Regions from separate parts of the Gossypium hirsutum genome. Here region 1 is linked to region 2. Evidence: chromatin contacts called from public Hi-C data. All regions are on one chromosome and are shown on one strand. Each heading gives the region's core, a stretch centred on a gene start, on an enhancer-like site or on the middle of the called end of the contact. The rest is flanking DNA. Distances are from core to core; before and after follow the strand shown. Region 1 holds the start of LOC107962871 (probable serine/threonine-protein kinase SIS8). Region 2 holds the start of LOC107961658 (NADH dehydrogenase [ubiquinone] iron-sulfur protein 7, mitochondrial).

Evidence for each region. A called contact is a pair of places that touch in the nucleus more often than the background predicts.
Region 1: a Hi-C map of leaf shows a contact between it and region 2, with 2.3 times the contacts expected there. The contact joins the promoter of LOC107962871 here to the promoter of LOC107961658 in region 2. A contact is called at or near these places in 3 of 34 Hi-C or Micro-C datasets (all in leaf).

What each region holds. Positions count from the first base shown.
Region 1 is chrA06:31,337,512-31,341,248 of Gossypium_hirsutum_v2.1, reverse strand. LOC107962871 (probable serine/threonine-protein kinase SIS8) reads left to right here and starts at 1,700. Exons shown (of 13, transcript XM_041115744.1): 1 at 1,700-2,263; 2 at 3,331-3,737. The coding sequence starts at 1,883.
Region 2 is chrA06:30,928,956-30,932,586 of Gossypium_hirsutum_v2.1, reverse strand. It overlaps LOC107961658 (NADH dehydrogenase [ubiquinone] iron-sulfur protein 7, mitochondrial), which reads left to right and starts at 1,310. Exons shown (of 2, transcript XM_016897729.2): 1 at 1,310-1,847. The coding sequence starts at 1,465.

The DNA of each region.
Region 1 (3,737 bases), core at 451-2,950, 410 kb before region 2:
ATTAAGTTACACCTCAAATTATATTTTAGTCACTCATTTTTGAAATGTTACGTTTTATTTATTTATGTTATCATTTTTTACGAAGTGGTCACTCTACCATTAAGCTTCGTTAGCTCCCTAACAGTAGTCCTACGTGGTAGTCCAAATTAAAATTATTTAATTAAAAATCTATTTTCATCTTAGCAACTGAATATCCAAGTTGATATTTAAAACTCATTTAGACTGTCATAAGGAACTATCGTTAAAGAGGTAATAAAGTTTAACGGTAAAGTGACCACTTTATAACAAAACGATAACGTAAGTGATTAAAACATAACATTTCAAACATAAGTGATTAAAATATAATATGAGATAAACAAAAGTGACTATTTTATAATTTACCCTTAAATCAAATATCATAGTTGGATACATGTGTGTTTGAATTCGAATTAATTAAAGAATTTATATATTCCAATCCATTAAATATTCTCAAGAGTGAATTTGTTATTTACACTGTATCTGTTGCGAATAGTAATTAGAATATCTAAATTTACTTGTATTAGATATTAGGATAAACTTCATTACAGGACACACAATTATGCTTAAGTTTCTTTTGTAGTCACTTAACTTTTAAAACTTTCAAAATAATAATTCAACTAATTAAATTTACTTATTTTAGTCTATTTTTATTAAGTTTGTGATAGAAGCAAACGGGTTAAATTGAAAAAAAATGCAATTGATTGGTCTCTAAAGTTTTTTGTTCTCATATTTGACTTAATTAATTTAGTAACTTTGAAAATAAAATTTGTATTATTTAAAAACATTAAAATTTATATACTGTTGTAATAATAATAATAATAATAATAATAATAATTTATAGCGCCACCCCTAAACGTAACCTAAAACAAAAATATGGGACCAAGCGTGGAGACACATGCCATTTTGTTTCCAAACTTGTTCTTCAAGTGAAGTCGCAATATTTACAAAGAACAGGTTCCTTCTTAGAAACTTCTCAAACTCTCAAACCATAACTTCAACTTGGGTTTTTAAAATATATATTTGTTATTTTGGGTTGGCTAAGCCATCAACCGTTCATAGGTCAAAGGGTTGTTTATCGTAATAATTCTTCAACTTTCCTTTCACAAATAAATAAATAGATCATGTATGTAATTGATAGGTTGCACGAACGGATTGTTTCGCAAGTAATATATATATATATATGCTTTTCACTTCTCAATTAAATATAGGTATTTCATTTATTGTACATGTGGTATCATTGTTATTTTATTAGTACTAATCTTATATTTTAGTTTAAATATGGATATGTTATATTTTAATTGTAAATAATAATATTTAAAAATTTAGTCAACAATCTCTTGATTTGGTAGTCCCAAGAATATTATGTTATAAATATACGAATTTAGATTTAATCCCAGATAATTTCAATTTCTTTCTTCAATATATTTTAATCAACAATAAATTATATAAAAAAATAATTATTTTATGGGTGAGGATTTCAAGCTTTACATTTAGAATTGAAAGAGCAAGACATAAAAAATGGAGGGGAAAAGGTTATGTATAAATAGTACTATCAAGGGAAGAAGAAGTAGAATTAATTGATTAATTAATTATTAAATTTGAGAGTGTGTGTGTTGGAGGGAATGGGTGAGCGGTTAATTTAAAAGTCTTTTCAATTACGGGTAGCTTAGCGGAGAAGAGTGCGCAGCTTAAGCGAGTATGCTTTTAAACCAGTGGGCGTAGGTTAAGTCTGCAGATGGAATAATAGAAATAGAATAAGAAATTAAAAAAAAATAAAAACAATAACAAATTTTCAAAAAAGGAAAAAGAAAAAGAAATTTATAAAAGAAACGGAGAACGGGAAAAAAGTCGCCGTTGATGATCGATGCCGAAAATGAAGCATTTATTAAGGAAACTCCATATCGGCGGCGGTTTAAATGAGCACCAACGGTTGACGGAGACGCAGCCCGTGGTCAGCTCAAGTCCGAGTACGAATTCAACGGGACAAGAAACGGCGTCTTCCTTTTCTTCTTCTTCGGCGTCTTCTGTTGGTTCAGGTACATTGGGGAGAATTGGGGCCGTTGAATCGGCCGGGGGAGATCGGACGGCTGGTGACGAGGTGGATTTTAATTTATTGGAAGAAGAGTTTCAGATGCAGTTGGCTTTGGCGATCAGTGCCTCGGATCCCGAGACGGCTCATATCGACGCTGCTAAAAGATTTAGCGGAGCCGGCACTTTCGTGGAGTTACTCTCGCTTCGTTATTGGGTAATATATTCTTTCTTACTTTATATATTTAAAAACTTTATTATATCTTTCAGTTTTAGGTTATCGAAATTGCATTTCTTGTTTGAATTGGTTATGATATCTAAACGTGTTATATAATTTATGATTTTTTTTTCTTATGACATTTGTTTTCTTTTATTCATAAATTCTGATTGCATTTCATGTTTCCTTCTTATACAAATTGCTACTATGTTTATTTATTTATTTATTTGATTCCATTTTCATTTTCATTTGCATTTTAAACACGAGGAGTCCTCAACTGCGGATCACTTTTCCAGAATTCCTCTTTCCGGTAGTAATTTTGGATATCCTTAGCTTTCCACGTCATTTTCATTAGTCATTGATTGATTCTGATAAAAAAAAAACTTGTTAAAGCTTTCTTTTTTATTGTTTCTTTTGACAGATGCTTTTGGTTTGCATGTCGAAGCTCAATTAATCTTTCTACTTCTATTAATTGAAGTTTTGCTAAATGTAGCATGGTACATCCTTTCTGGTTTTTTATTGATTTTTCTCTGATAATTGCTCATCGTTCTACTACTTGAAGATTTGCCGCTCACTAGCCTGCTACGGGTTGTGTCTCTATTATATGAAAATTTCCTTTATCTTATAGGCATGGCGGTTTGGGTTTTTTAATCTCTGCTATATAATGCCAGAGTCCTTTTTAAATATAGCTAATTGGTAAGCCTTTTTCCTTATGGTTTATTGCTATAAAGTAACTTTACATGTATGTTTCTTGTTCTATTAGCAGGGAGCATTAATTTTACCTTTCCTGTTAATACAATTATTTTTTTTTTCGTTCAATTATTAAGGTAGAATGTTTTTTAGTAACTGCGGATATGGATATGAATACTTGTATGAATACTACTTGATGTTAGCTTTTACCATTGATTTTTTTACTGAATTAATTAATTTTCCTCTGTTTGATTAGCTGTACTGGATGAAAGGATCCTGTTCATGTCTTCTGTGAAACAAGTGCCAGGACCCATTAGTTGATTTCTTTTTTTTTTTTTAAATGGAAAACTAATTCATATGTTATGTGTTATTCACAGAACTATAATGTTGTAAACTATGATGAAAAAATTGTGGATGGATTTTATGACGTGTATGGCATTGCCTCAACGCTTGGTCTGGAAGGGAAGATGCCATCTTTGGTTGATCTTCAAGTAGTATCAGTGTTAGAAAATGTTGATTATGAAGTAATTTTGGTTAACCGGTTGCTTGATCCTGAATTGCAAGAGCTTGAGAAAAGAGTGTACAACATACATGTGCAGTCCCAAGCTTTAGGCCATGGCCTGGTTTTGAGTGATTTAGTTCAGAAAATCGCAGAAATAGTTGTTAACAGAATGGGTGGTCTGGTAGCTGATGCTGATGAAATGTTGAGAATGTGGACCTTGAGAAGTTATGAGTTACGGAGGTCTCTTAACGCTATCATTCTTCCATTGGGAAGACTTGATGT
Region 2 (3,631 bases), core at 61-2,560:
GAAAAATATAATTTATCTTTTCATATTTATATTTAATACGAAAGGTGAGAGAATTAAAAAAAAATACTCAAATCTTATTAAAAGTGAATTTCTAAAAAAAATTGATTTTTAAAAATTCTAAAAATCATTTTGTTTTTGGTATCAATAATAGGATATGTGGTATAAAAACGAGAAATTTATTCTCTTCTTTTTCTAAAAAAATGGTTTTTTTTTGCTATTGCTTGGTATTGTTAAAAAATGAGAGGAAAAAATATGAAGCTTTTGAAAAATGTGTAATTTTGAATTGATATGCACATTTCTTCTATTTTCTATCATTTTTATCATTATAATTTAAGAGAATTTGCTTTTATCCATTAAAATGAAAAGTTGAATCTCGCTTATTTATTTCCTCACTTTTCTTTTCAACCAATTATTCTTTTTTGTTTCTTTTTACACTTTTACATTTTCTCTTTTTATCTTATTATTTTTCCACTCAATCAAATACATTCAAGAAACCACTGCTCCTGGTAAAAATGCTAGCTCAAATAAGCAATAAGTGGAAAAAACCTTTTTGTATGTTTTTGAAAAAAATTAAAACGATATATTTTATGTCCATTTTTTTTATTTCAATAATAAAATAAATTTAAATATTTCTTTACGTTCCCTTTCTCTACTTCACAACAAGTACTGTTACTTTCTTTTCAAAAAAAAAAAAAAACAAGTACTGTTACTTAAAAAAAAGTTAAAAAAAAACACACACTACAAGTAAATATTAAGATTTTACTTGTAAATATTAAGATTTTACTTTCTCTTAATCTTTTACAAAAATGCTAATTTTTCCTTTTATGAAATTTATAAAAAATAATTTTTTTAGTTTTATGTGAATACAATAATTATACAAAATTTGAAATATAAGTAATTAATTAAATAAAATGTTGGTTTATAAGATTAAAAAAAATGCAAAAAATAATAGTTTGAAGCTTTTATTTTATTTAAAATATATGGAAATTTTTGTTAGATATTTAGATAAGAAATTGGTTGAGATAATTTCACTTTGAATATTACTTTCGGCCTGAGAAATACTGAGATTATAAGGCAAATGACGGTACTTGTAGCTATAAAAAATACAAAAATAAATAAAAATTACAAAGTTGTAGGAGATTTAATAATTTTATAAGAATTTTAGTAATTTACATGATAAGAAATTCAGTAATTATTTTTAAATTAATAATTTTATAAAAAAGTTAGTAATTTTTTAATATTTAGTATTTTTATAAAGAAATCAATAAATATAAAATTATATAAATTTAACCTCTCCACCTTTCCTACCGGATCTGAGACGAGCCCGGCCCAGCCCAGGCGTGCTTGCTAACAAATTCAAACAACTACTAAAACCAAACGATAAGCAGCAGAAGCAACGTGAGCCCAGAATTGAGAATTGTCACCGAATCAAAGCTTTCCCAAATTTCTAAAACTCACCGACCCATGTCCCTAATCACCCGAGCCACCGCCAATCGCCTCCCCCACCTCCTCTTTGCACAACGGGCTCTCTCTTTCTCCTCCACCACCCCAACCACTTATATTCGCCCTTCTCCTCCTCCTTCTACCCCCGGTCCTCCCCCTGGCATCTCCAAGACCGCCGAATACGTGATCTCCAAGGTCGATGACCTCTTGAACTGGGCCCGTCGTGGTTCCATCTGGCCCATGACCTTTGGCCTTGCTTGCTGCGCTGTTGAAATGATGCACACCGGCGCTTCTCGCTATGATTTCGATCGCTTTGGTGTCATTTTCAGGCCTAGCCCTCGCCAATCCGATTGCATGATCGTTGCTGGCACTCTCACTAATAAAATGGCCCCTGCTCTCCGCAAGTATGTTACAATCTCATCTCTTTCTTAGTATTTTATTTAGCTCAAAATCTGTTGCCTTTGTAGTTTGATAATGTTTGAGATTTAAAACGTTAAAAATTTTAAAAAAATTCTATTACTATTTAAATTATAGTAAGTGCCTATGAGGCGGCTTAATGGCAAGGTATCGGGAAATTGAGGTCTAGTTTCAAATTCTATCATGTGGTGTACTTAGTTTGTTAGTTTGAGTTCAATTTGCTTATGAAATTATAGTATGGGTGTATGGATTGTAAAATTTGATGAAAATTATCAATAATTTGATTAGGATTTTTAAATAAAAATTAAGAGATTTAATTTCTATGTTTTAAGTAAATGATTAAGTTTACTTTTATCCTACCATGCGTGTGGGTGTTCTGGTTTGTCGATTTGATTCCAATTAGTACTTGTAATGATTGATTCCGACGGGTTTTGATTGTATTTTATTGTAATTTAGTATGGTTGTTAAGTTCATAATATGAGTGGATTGATGGTAAGTTTTGATAGGAAAGGAAACTATATTAGGATTTTTAAATAAAAAGGTAAGAGATTTAATTTTCAATTTTGTAGGTAAATGAATAAAGTCTCAAATTCATTCAAATACAGGGATTTGCAGCATATTTCAACAGCAATCTAAGAATTTAATAGTCCTTTTCTTTCCATCTCTATATTTTAGGTTTGGAAGCTCCTTAGTTTTTCTTTTTTGTGGAGTCCAAACAATTGTTTTATCTCATTACATTTTTGGGCTAATTAATACAGGCTTAATTGCAATTTTTAATTCATGAGAACTCCATTTGTGAAGGAAATATTTAGATGATCCTATCTTTTTAATCATGTAAAATTATAAATTGATTTGTGACTGAATTCCAATGATGCTAACTCTTTCCTTTGATTCAAGTTGGGAGCAAATTTCAAATACTGAAAGATTAATACCCTGAAAATTTTTATAGTTATCAAAAAAGTGCATTTCCGGGTCTCCGTTTCTGAAAAATAGATTCGTAAATATTTATAAATATTTACGAAGTTAAGAGAGTGATTAATTAAAGTTTAATGAAGCAAATTAGCTTAAATAAAGATAATTAAATAAAAGGATTAAATTGAATGAAGTGTGAAAGTTTAATTATAGGATAAAAAAATTGAAAGGACTAAATAAATAAATAAGCCAAAGGAGTGCCAAGTGTATGGAAAAAATAAAATACATGTGTAATAAGTATTATACATACATTTGTAATACATGTATGTATTTACTTATTATTTAAGTAAATAATTAATGTATTTATTATTATTAAATTGATATTATATGATGAATAGATTAAATAAAGACAAGTGTATGGTAATGATTTGGTACAAATGTATTAATAAAAAAATACATACATTTGTAATATATGTATTTGATATTAAATGGATATTTATTATTTAGTGAAAGATATTTATTAAATAAATAATTATATTATAATATATTTATATGATAAATAAATGTAAAATGACAAGTGTATGGTGAGGATGAAATACAAATGTAATAATATATGTATGCCCAAGTGTAAAATAAATATTTGATATTAAGTAGATATTTAATAAAGTCATTATTATTATTGTTATTATATATTATATATATATAAAGTAAAACAAAAGAAAAAGAAAGAAAAAGAAACAGAGAATGAGAGAAAGGAAGGAAAGAAAAATAAAAAGGAAAATTGGGGTTTTTTGAAGCCTTAAGCTTTACTAGGTAAGTCAATTTGATCACTTTTCTTCCAATTTTGATGTTTATGGAA